2 separate regions of the Anser cygnoides genome follow, and region 2 is linked to region 1. Evidence: chromatin contacts called from public Hi-C data. All regions are on one chromosome and are shown on one strand. The core of a region is the stretch at or near the end of the contact, and the rest is flanking DNA. Distances in the headings are between cores, read along the strand shown. Region 1 holds the start of BOD1 (biorientation of chromosomes in cell division 1). Region 2 overlaps LOC125184912 (a long non-coding RNA gene).

What was found. A called contact is a pair of places that touch in the nucleus more often than the background predicts.
Region 2: a Hi-C map of liver shows a contact between it and region 1, with 3 times the contacts expected there. The contact joins the enhancer-like site here to the promoter of BOD1 in region 1. A contact is called at or near these places in 3 of 7 Hi-C or Micro-C datasets (granulosa cells and liver).

What each region holds. Positions count from the first base shown.
Region 1 is chr14:10,310,087-10,315,751 of Taihu_goose_T2T_genome, reverse strand. It overlaps BOD1 (biorientation of chromosomes in cell division 1), which reads right to left and starts at 2,068. Exons shown (of 4, transcript XM_048080451.2): 1 at 1,809-2,068; 2 at 749-873. The coding sequence starts at 2,042.
Region 2 is chr14:10,374,384-10,380,048 of Taihu_goose_T2T_genome, reverse strand. It overlaps LOC125184912 (a long non-coding RNA gene), which reads left to right. Exons shown (of 5, transcript XR_010834963.1): 5 at 4,964-5,665. Among named protein-coding and RNA genes, the nearest start is that of STC2, 46 kb to the left of the region's middle. Within about 2 kb of position 2,843, at least 1 of the 3 cell types and tissues checked has open chromatin away from gene starts, as enhancers often do. A contact at or near this core is called in liver, where this site is marked.

The DNA.
Region 1 (5,665 bases), core at 819-3,318:
TGATCTGCAGTTTCCATCAAGCGAAATACAGCTGCTTCTGCGTGCAAGACATTCTAATAACTCTTCTTGTAAGCATAAATGCCATTCTCAAGTTCACTACTGCCCTCTCCCCGCAACACTGTTTATATCAATGACTTTCAGTCAAACAAGCTAGGGCTCATACTTCGGGCTGTGATGAGTTAGCAGCAGGAGGTGCTAAACCTAGATCTCTAAGCAGTGAAGTTCAATCTGGCTTTCCTGCTGTGCTGGAAGTACATCTTAAATAGCTGTTAAGAAGCTATCCTCTGCTGCATGAAATCAGGCTAGCCCCGTTTCATTACTGCCTGCTAGTGGCTGGAGTCTACTTAAACAAGCTTTGGAATCTTAAAGAGTTTTTCTTTAAGTGACACCGGCTCTCCTCCTTTCAGAAAAGGAAGACCAAGGTTATTCAGCTCAGCATTTCAGGTACAGTTTTACTGAGTGGGCAGTATTGGGCATTTGCAGCAATAACCTGGCTAGCTAGCAAATGTGAGTACCTCACCATGCTACCCAATTCATGAAAACTACAAATTTCAGGTAAAGCAGTAACATAAGCCTTTCCATGAGAGTATGACTGCATACGCTCTTATAATGAAACTCAAGAGACCGCAACAGAAGGCGCTGTGAGAAACTTAATGCTGCGAATTCTTATTTGACTTAGGTAGTGAGATGGTTATACATTACTTATCAAATAGCATTACCATTGGTTTGCAGACCGGTGCTTACTTACTGAATCACACTCTGTCTGAGCCCATTTCGTAACTGGTTTTTGTTCATTGTTGGATTCCATTCCTGTTTGTCCAGGTGGGTCGATACAAAGTTGTCCACCTTCTGCCTCAAATTTTGATAGGCTGGCTAAACAACAGCAACAAAAAAAATCCAGTTAAACTGCTAAAAGATCCCCAACACCCTGCCAGAATCCTGCATAGTACTTCTTTTGTTGTGTACACTACTGTTTTGTTGTCTGTATTCCCCATCCCTTCACTTTCTAAACAAAGGCAAGCTTGTTTTACTTAACAACACAACTGGTAATTGCAAAGAGCAGCCTGTCAGCATACTGTTACAATAACTGAAATAGCAGGAGAGATTTGCTTAAAACTTGTTGTCTGTTCATAATTTTACTTAGTGAAATACAAACTGCCTGTGCAGACAGGAGTTGTTCATACAGAGCTGTTCTCGTCTGGAAACCGTCTATCAGAGAATTCCTAGGAAACTCAGTAATTAGCGAGTGCTTCTGTCACCAGAGAAAGTTATTTGCTTCTGTGACACTAACATTAAAGCTAGAAATTTGAAGGGTTTTGTAGGTGGAAATTTAGATTAATTCCCGTTTACTGGAAATAAAAAAAAACTATACAGTACATACGGCCACTGAGATTATGGTACCATAAAAGGAGTGGCACCACCCAGGAGCATGGCAGCACTTAAACTTCACATTTGGTATGAATACGGGGTGATGAATTAAAGTGTCGGTAACAGAGGTGCAGTGCCCATCAGGACAGCAAGACCAAAGGCCGGGTACCTCTGCCCTGGCCGTGGTGCTGTGGCTGCCCTGGGCAGCCCTCCTGGCACCCCCGACAGCTTCAGGAACAGCCGTAGGCTCCCACTGCGGCTTCCAGCACAGGCCTCGTGCTGAAACCTTACAAGTTTAGGCAGGCGAAACGCCGCCCTGACAGGGCAGCCGATGCCTTAGGAACTTGTGACTGAGAAAAAGGCCCGGGGAGCCCCGCAGCGCCCAGAGCGGCCCGAGGAGAGGGCCGGGGCCGGGCCGGGCCGGGCCGGGCAGGTCGCACCTTGGTGTCCACGTCGGCCAGGCAGTCCCTGCGGAAGCCGTCGAAGAGGCCGCGGCTCTTGAGCTGCTCCACGATGATGGCGATGAGCTGCGCGTCCCCGGGCGGCAGCGAGGCCGGGTCGGCGGCCCCGGGCCCCGATGCGGAGGCCGAGCCCCCGGCCGCCCCGCCGCCGCCCGCCGCCCCTCCGCCCGCCCCGCCCGGGGCGGCCCCGCCGCCGCTGCCGCTCTCCGACATGGCCGGCGGCCGCCACCCGCTCGCCCCAAGCCGTCGCCGGCGGCGCGCCGCGCGTCGCGTAGCCCCGGCGCGTTGCATCTCGGGGGAGCGAGTCCTCCGCTTGAGGCGCCCTTATAGCCGGCGAGGAGCTGTGAAGATCGGCAGAACTACGACTCCCAGGGTGCATCGCGGCGGGACGGCGGAGGGGAGGGGAGGGGGCTTTCGCGGTGCAGCTTGGGAGTTGTAGTTCGCTGGGGGGGGCTGAGGTGGGCCTTGCCAGGCCCTCGGGGGGCTGCCGCAGCCCCGGGGCGGTACGGGGCGGGCGGTGCTGTGCCCCCCCGGAACGCAGACGTGGGGAGTAGCCGTCCCGTCCTGGTCATGCCCTGGGACCCCCGGGGGTGTTCCCCGCTTTGTGACTTGGGAGTGGTTTTCAGTGGGATGGTGAGGACGGCACTGGTGTGATCTGAGAACAAATCGATTTTCCTGGGATTTCGTTCATTACATCATTAACAAAAGGAAGGGTGGTCCTCAAACCAGTCCTCTTAGAGCCAATCAACCCGCGTTACAGGTGCTTTTCCTGTTGTGTGGCCTTAGACACACTCTTAGACACTGCTCTGACTGCGAGCTCTGGGGTACAAATTACATACATTAGTTTAATTTCCCAGTCACGGTGTAGGGAAGGATTTAACACAGCAGGATGTGCCAGCTGCAGGAAGACCCTGCATGAGAGCAGTAATGCAAAGACACACCCTGTAGGTGCGTCCTCGCCTCTCTGTACGCTGCTGACTGCGTACCAAGATGGCAGCGTTCTGCATGCGCTGTCCTTCTCTGCCTGATTAAAATTCAGCAGCCCTGACAAGCAGCATAAGCTGTCCCTTTCCATCTGGCACCTCTGAGGAGAGAAGAGGGGAAAAAACCTGGTAGTGTTTACAGAGCCCGAGCTTTACTCTGACAAAAGCATCTCGTGCAAATGCTGCATTTCGTGAAGATGCACGGGCACTGTTCTGCGAGAGCAGAAGAGCAGTCCCTCCGCCCGGGTGCCCCGTCCCTGTCCCTGGTCAACTCTCTCCAAGATGGGTATAAGCCCCCTCGGCCCACCCAGCAGTCCCGCTGGCCAGCTGCCCGCTGCCATTTCTCCCCGCCGCTTGTGAGCAGCTCGCGGGTGTGCTGGCTTTCACGTGGAGGCAAGGCCGGCTGGGATGGTTTTAGCTGCATGGCCGTAGTGCCCGGCCCGGGGGGTCCCCACAGGTGGGTTGTCGCGTTCAAGCCCCGCAGTGGTGCAACAAGAGGCCCCTGCATTTCTCTTTAGTTTCGCTCTGCACAGGCAAGGAGCAAAGGGAAGGCTCGGGGGTCGCCTTGTGGCTTCTTCCACCAGCAAATCGCTTTTTTTTTTTTTTTTTAAATTAATTGATTTTTGAGACGAGGATCTGCTGTCAGCCCGCTCCTCGGTCCCACGCGTTGCTTCTCGGGCGCGGCTGGAGGCGGCTGCCCCGGCAGAGGGCACCCCGTCCCCTCCTCAGCCCAGGCCCGTCCTCTCCTCTGTCCCATCCCGTCCTTTCCTCAGCCCCATCCCGTCCCCTCCTCTGTCCCCTGCCGTCCCCTCCGCACCCAGCCGGGGCCGGGCTCCAGCAGGGAGCGGGCGGCAGCAGCCCGAGGCCGCCTCTCCCTGCCCGCACCCACCGCGGGGAGGGCCGGGCCGGGCCGGGAGAAATCCAGCCCGGGCTTCATTCCCTGGGGGCTCCCGCAAGCCGACATCCCTCCCAATTAACAAATGACTCCTCGGCACGGCACGGGCAGGTGGTTTTTGGGGTGTGCGGAAAGGGGAAACCTGGTAGGTAGCAGGGCGAGTGAGGATTCGTCGTGTTTTTTACAGGTTGGCTGGCTGCGTGACCCAGCTCAAGCAGTGTTTTAGAAAGGGGTTGGGGATCTGTAGCACAAGAAAAGCCCAGCATTTCACCTCATCTGTTGGGATATTTTTGCTCGTCATCATAGCCTGTTAAACCCCAGTGTGTGACATAAAGCAGGCCGGCCCCCAAGGGGGAGAATTCTGGACCTGTCCGTGCGTCAAACCTAGTGCAAAATTTGTGCTGTCTGTGAACTCTTCCCCTTCTGTATCCCTGCCCTCAAGGAAAGATCCAGGCGGTTTGCACAGTTAGGTTAGTAGGAGGCTCGGGAAGGGCGAAATCTTACCTGTTTTCTGCTGGTTTTGAAGACCCAGTTCTTGTGATGTAATACGTGTGTAGGGTGTTTACAGCAAAGCTGTAAGCCTGAGGAGGAAAGTTTATTTCAGGAGAAATACCTATAAAAAAAAATATTTAGAAAGCTATTTGATCAAAATCAAATCAATGATATTTAGTGTATTTTCCTGTGTTACAAGCCCCCTGAAACCCATTCCTTTGCTTGACCAGGGGAGATAAAAATTCTTAATCGTGGTTTAAATTGGTAAAGTACCACCCTTCCAGAGTCGCGCGTTCTGTCACAGAAGCTCAGCTCTTTTTGTCGGTGGTTGCCACCACTGCCTCCCTCCAGGTTTCCTCTGTTCACAGCCCCCACTCTCCACCCACCCCCTGCTGCTATCGCAGGAGCAGCAAACCAGCTCCTGTTTTCTTGGAAATTCTGATATCATGGGGAAAAAGTTCCCCTCGGCTCCAGCTGCCTACAAAAAGTCATGGACATGAACGTTCATGGTGAACGTTGTAAACCCTGTTTTATACTGCACTGCTGGTTTTGCATGATTGCTAACATTTCTTCCTTAGATGATGCGTGTAGCTTTTTCCTACGGCATGATTTGAAGCACAAGCCCCTGCCCATGAGGGTTTGGGGTGGGGGCAATCAGTGTGGCTGGCAAAGGGGAAGGCTCCCTTTCCTCTCTGAGGTCTTCTAGCTCCTGTGTCAGTGTTAAGTGATGCAGACTGGATGGAGGAGACACAGTTGGCACTTTTCTCTTCCTTCTGACAACCTCCAGCCACAAAACTAAAAGCCAGTTACTGAGTCTAGCTTCTAACAGCTTTGGCCATACCAATGATCAGAAAAATGTGGAGCTGCAGAGCCCCACTGCAGGGGCGGGGGGCGAAGCTTCGTACGCACGCATGGGCTCCCTCACACATGTCTGGGCTGCTAGTGACAAAATTACTGAACTCTGCTTCGACTGAAAACTTGTAGTGTTTTAGCATCAGTTCTGGTTCTCTTGAAAAACTGGAGCATTGAACTGGGAGCATGATTTTCCCATTGCCTGTGTGTTTTGGGTTTGGGAATAGCATAAGGAGATAGCAAAAGAAAGTCTGTGTTAACCCCAAAGGGAGATCAGACAGAGCTCAGCAGGTATGCAGGCAGTCCCTTCTCTGCATGGAATTCTTCCCCTGTAAATCCAACCACTTTATAAATAAATAAATATTTCCTTTCTAATTTCCATGTAGGAAAAGCCCCCTAGGAATCTTGCCATGCTATCAAAAAGCGTTTCAGGCTGAAGTTGCTCATTGACTTTTGTTGTCCCAGCCTAGCTCGCAAAATGGGCACCTGACGGATGTGTATTTTCTGCCATGGAAAGCAGCATCAGTGCCAGGTTTCATCACCACCACCACCTTCAGTTCCTCTGTAGGAAGGGCTTTCTGGGTTGGACATGGGGTCGCAGGAGGAGGAGAAGA
Region 2 (5,665 bases), core at 1,594-4,093, 64 kb before region 1:
TTGCCAGTTTATACCATTCCCCATGCCGGGCAGTAGATAATTTCTCATGGTCCCAAAGCTTTCAACAATACTCCATTATGTTTCATGACTCATAAATGGGCTGGTGCCCATGGAAAGCCATGTGTCTCAGTGCAGGCAGCACAGCTCCCCGCAGTATGTTTGAACTGATTTCATAGCCTCCAGACCTAGCATGGTTTATTATTTTCATGACTCGCTCCCTGTTCTCATTGTTGCTAAGACCATATTGCATCAGTAGCAGGAATAATATTAAAGGCTCTGATGCGTTTCGATACGAAACTAAAAGCACAATATGCGGAGCTTCAAATGAATGCAGAAGAAACAAGATCAAACAAAAGACTGAACTAAAGTTCAGACCTAATAGCTCTTTGAGATAAGCAGCTCGTATAAACTGCAGAGGCGGCTGACAGATAAGACGATATTATCAGGACCGATAGAGCTGCGGTGATTATTGCTGGATTACCTGTGTACTCAGGGCTCCATGCTGATGGATGGAGCACACATCCTCTGTTAGACTGGAATAAAGCTGAAGGATTAGAAAGATATCATGCATAGTCTTGCGTCTGCTCCTGCAACCTTTATTCGAAGGAGCTGAATCAATGAAGGCAACTGTTCCTTGCCTAATTATTCTTTCTTATACTTTCAGCCTGTTCTGTGCCGTGCAAACGCGTGTGAAGCCAGGGTCCATACCTTTATACCCGAGTAAAGGTTGGGAGATTATGGTGGTGTGTTTACAGCCTGATTCTGCTTTTATTAATGTCTGTGGATAAACTGCTGGTTGGCTTTTTTCCTCCGTATTTTTTAATCCTGTTGTGCTTTCCTGGGGTTTTGATTCTGTTGGCGTGGTCTCGGGGAGCCCCGTGATATGGGGAGGGCTGTTCGGGGGGGGGGGGGGGGGGGCAATTCGGAGCAGAAGCCAAAAGCAGCTCAGTTGAGGAGGGCTGAATGGAGCAGTTCTGTCTGCCGTCGTGAAGGCGTTTTGTAATACTCGGCTAACTTAGTGAAACTGCTGCCAGGTACTGTCGCAAGCATCTGACTGTGGAAATAGCTGCTTGAGTAACAAGAACAATAGAATCTGGAGGAAAAAGGCAACAAAAAAAGATTTATAGTATTTCTATCTGGTTTTGGTGTTTTTTGTTTGTTTTTAGCAAATGAGTTAGTATTGCTCTATGTAGTTAGACTCATTTTCATATACTTATACTCCAGTATAAGGCAAGGTTTAGGCTATAAGTAGTACAAATTGAAGGCTTTTTTTAAAAAAAATCCTTTTCCTTCTTGTTTTTTGTCTCTGTCTCTAATAGAAGCATTTACTAATCTTTAAAAAATTGATTTTAAAAAAGCCCCAATTTAGCTTTGGAAGAGCATGAATAAAGTATTTTAAATGCATGTTCTCATTGAACTTGCTCTTAGTTACATAATTTCCCATTTGCTATTCCATTTTTTTCTGATTTAGCCAGTTATCAAGTTTTAACGTACATATTTATTTGAGAGGGCTGAATATATTTGGTCTAGTGAAAGAAAAGTATGTTCTATAAACAGATCTGTTCCTTCAGCAGAGCTTCATCTGTTTAGCTATTTTTTTGGAAGGAGCTGCAGCAGTAACATTGGAAATGTGCTTGGTTTCTTGAAACAATCACTGGGCATTTGTACAGAAAACAGAGGCAAGTCAGGAAGCTTTAAGAAGCAAAGCATGTGTGGATCTGTTGTGATGCTTAATGATTCATTTAGTGCTCTGTGGTTAATGATTATAATGACTATATGTGGTAATCCCGCTACCACCCTCGCCTCCCCTTTTCTCTCTCACCCTTTTCCCCCCCCCCCCCCCCCCCCCCGAAATAGGCAAGCAGATAAAAATCCTGCAGCGTGCAGCGTCGAGGATGGGGTTACGCCGAGTGGCTGGCAGCAGGTGTGGCGCTGGAAGGGTTTGTGCCATTAGCACCCTCAGCAAGACTCAGCATCAATTTAGGAGCTGAGGCTTCCCGCAGCCTGGCCCACGCTTGTGGCTCCCGTTGGCTTTCTGCAAGCTGCAACAGGGAAAATTCCCTGCTGGGGACCGGGCTTGATGGCTGCAAACTACAGAGGATGCAGTCCCTAACTGTAATTAAAAGGGCCTTCCTATTAGTTCATGCAGTTGGAGCCGAAGGACCTGGCTTGGTTCTCTGATGCTGAGGGAGGCAGGAGCAGTAATTAATTAGCTAGATGAACTTTCCCATTGTGCAGAGTCTGGTCCCATGACCCTAGACGGGTTTCGTAGCAGAGCTGAGGGAAGATTTGTTTATTAAAGCTTAAGGCAAAGGTACAGATAGATAGGTAAACGTTTGGGAAACAACCTAAAATCCTCGTGGAGTGTAGCAGCCTGGGGAACTGTTTACCCAGCTTTCATGAAGAATGCCCTCCTTCCATCCCACCTCTGACCAACTCCAGACTAGCCACCTGCCTAGACTTGCTCCTTGGGGATTTTTCTCTCGGTTCAAATGCAAATGCTGTGCCGATAGCTTGCTCAGGAGGTTGGCAGCTGCTTTACCCAGGGTGCAGTTTCATGAACGTTTTCCCCAGCAGCAGAGGCAATTTAAAAGCTTTGCCCCACCTTTGGCCACTTGCTGCTGGCTCTAAACCGCATGCTTCATTGCCCCCTCAGCTGTGCTGAGATAGCTCTTTGTGGAGACATGAGATGAACCGAAATTAAAAATAAAAAAAGACCACCAAAAACCACAAAACCAAATCACCCTGCTATCCAAAAGAACTGCCTGACCCAGTTTAGCTCAGCCCCACCACCAGTTGCATCAGCATGACCAAGCAGGAGGTAAACTGAGGTGCAGGGGTGGGAACAGGAAACCTGGGTCAGGAGGAAAGTGAGAACTTCTCAAACTCCATTTCTTCCTGGAGAAAATGGTTGTGTAATTACTGGCTGTGGCTGTACCGTACCAGATTGGTGCATCCAGAGGAGCTAAACTGATTGTAGGACAGGGATGGGAACACAGTTGTCTTCACGTTGAGCACAAGATGCAGGATTCACACCAGCTTTGCAGTTTTCTTTCAGCTTTATGCTGGTGGCAAGAGGACGGGGGAATACTTCAACCAGCATACAGCTAGCGTGGTGCAGGCAGGTGATATTTGATCTGGCATAAAGCCTGCTGGTACAAAGTTAACATGTTGAAATGTTTTGAACAAACTTGAGCCAACACAGCTCATAGCCATTCAACGTTTTGCCCATGTGGCTGTGGTGCTTTTGGTCAGGCAACAAAGCAGATTCAGTGTGTTGTCAAACCATGGCCTGGAGGTCTCGCTTCTCTTCCCACAGCCCAGCTCTTTGAGGGAAGCTGCTGAGCTCCTGAACAAGATATTTCTTCCCTACCTTTGTGTTCCCCACGAGCATGCTTTGTTTGAAGTCGGTGCTATTCCATGCCTCTCTGTCATCAAAATCTGAATTAAGAGTGCGGACGCTCTGGTACACCCCACTCAGCTTCCAGCAGAGATCCCACAAGACCTTCAGACACTTAACTGAAGTAGCAAGCAGACTGACAAACAAGGTACTTGTCCCTGGATACAAGCTCTGAGGACAGATTTGTCCTGTTTTCTGCTGTCAGAGTTTGGGATTCCTAGGTCACAGAGGGAAGGGGAAAAGCAAGCTGTCTCCCCAAAAGCTGAGGAAGGTGAGAGATGCAGCTGCTTCTGTCCCTGTGGTAAAGTTCAGAGAGAGCAGGTAGGCTGAAAATGGGAGTATTTGCTGCAGGTGATGCAGAGTTAATGCTCTTGACAGGTAGATTGTGCCGAAGTGGTTTATTCGTTTATCCAGAACACAGGCTTTGCATCCTCTTTGAAAAGTGTTCAAGAAAGTCTGGTTGCTTCTGATACTCCACACGAGGCTGTAGTTCCTGGCCTAGCTCTGAGCTGGCAGATGAGAATGAAACTACTTCTTCGCAGGAAAGGGAGGCTTGGTTCTGATGTCCATCAGGACCAGAGCCTCTCCCGTGAGGCTGCTGCTGAGGAGATGTAGAGCCGAGGGTGGCCAGACAGTGGCTGTTAGAGCAATTACTGCCATGGATCAGATTTGTTCACGTAATGAGTTAATGCCTAAATAAAATTAGACAGAACCTAGTTAAAATTGCGTGCTGTGTCTGAGAAGTGATATAAGCCGATGCCTTCAGATCCTCATTGAAAACTGACTTCTGTCTGCAGAGGCTATAGAAATGTGAAGTGCTGGCTGCCTATGAGTTACTGGGTTATTGAATAAATGTCAAACCCAGTGAAAATGCAGGCCCAGACATTCAAACGGTCTGGGGTGCACAACTGGCAGAATTATTTCTGAGCACGTAATGAGAAGATATGTGCAAAAAGTTAATTAGGTGCATTTTCCTGAACATTACCTGGTATATACCCATAGTCCCAGTGCTTGAATAGGCAAGTCTAATGTGTGAGTGTGAGCATCGGGCCTGGCAAAGCATCTTTATGATGATATTTGGACATGCAAGTCAACACACAATTTCTTTTGTTTCCCTTTTCCTCTACTTTTTCATGATTAGCTAAACATACCTAGAGGATGCTTTGTTTCCCTATGGCTCCCTTCACCTCATTCAAACAAACTTAATATGCTTTTCTGGACAGCAACCAAGTTTATATTTGTGCCAGCACCCCAAGCTTGTGCTGACTTGTTCCGTTGTGGCAATAACTGCTAATGAGTGCAAATGTGTTCCTGGAAAACCCTTGACGCTGGAGAGGCATCTCTGACTGGAATGATGCTCCTGGCTATGAAATAGCTGAACACCTGTTCCTTGCTCAGTGCAAAAAAAAATACAAGAGACCCTCAGGAGCTCTGCTCCCTTTTTAATTTTCAAGTGCCCCCTGACTGCAAGGCCTGCTGTTGAATCTCAGGTTTTTTTCTTAATTGCCACATTCCTTTATCAGCTCAGCAACAATCCCTGCTCTTCTGTTCTTGCATGCAAAGGGTCGTCACGATGCAACAGATGGAGCCGAGGGTTGACCATCAAGAAACAATTCCTGTGAAACCCAGAAGGCGGTGGGAGGAGGAGTGATATTTGGAAGGCTGTTTGGCTCGGTTCCAGGGCTGACCTGTAGTTGTGTGAGTCCTGCCTGATCAAAACTGAGAGTTGGGCTATATTTATTGCTTAAGCATATTTATTACTTGCTTGTGGTAGGTTTTCTTTTTTTCCCCCCAAAGTTTTTCATCACCGAAGGTGCTGTGCTAATAAATGTATTCATGTAGAGAGACTGGATGTCATTGTTGTTCTATCAAGTCTCACAGTTCTTTCTTTGAATAATTTTCTTCCTTGTCTTGGCTAATGTACCAACCTGACCAAGTCATTTAAAACCTGATTTAAAGCAATGTGGTTTTGCTTCATTCCTTTCCCCATAGCTATGTTGAAATATCAAATCACCATAAGCCAATATTGGCTGACTGAAGAGTGCACTCAGGATGGGTTCAGCTTGTAATAGTTTTCCCCAGGTACTATTGATGTTAAGGGGGACAAAATCAATCTAGGAGTCCACTCAGAGGCACGGACTGCTGTAGTTCAACCCATTAGGCTTTTGTTGTGGCAAAACAATTAGAGCTCAGCCCTTTCACCGTCTTCCTCCAATAATGAGAAAAGCAGTAGGGAGATGTTTCAGAAAACCAAAGATGCCCCAG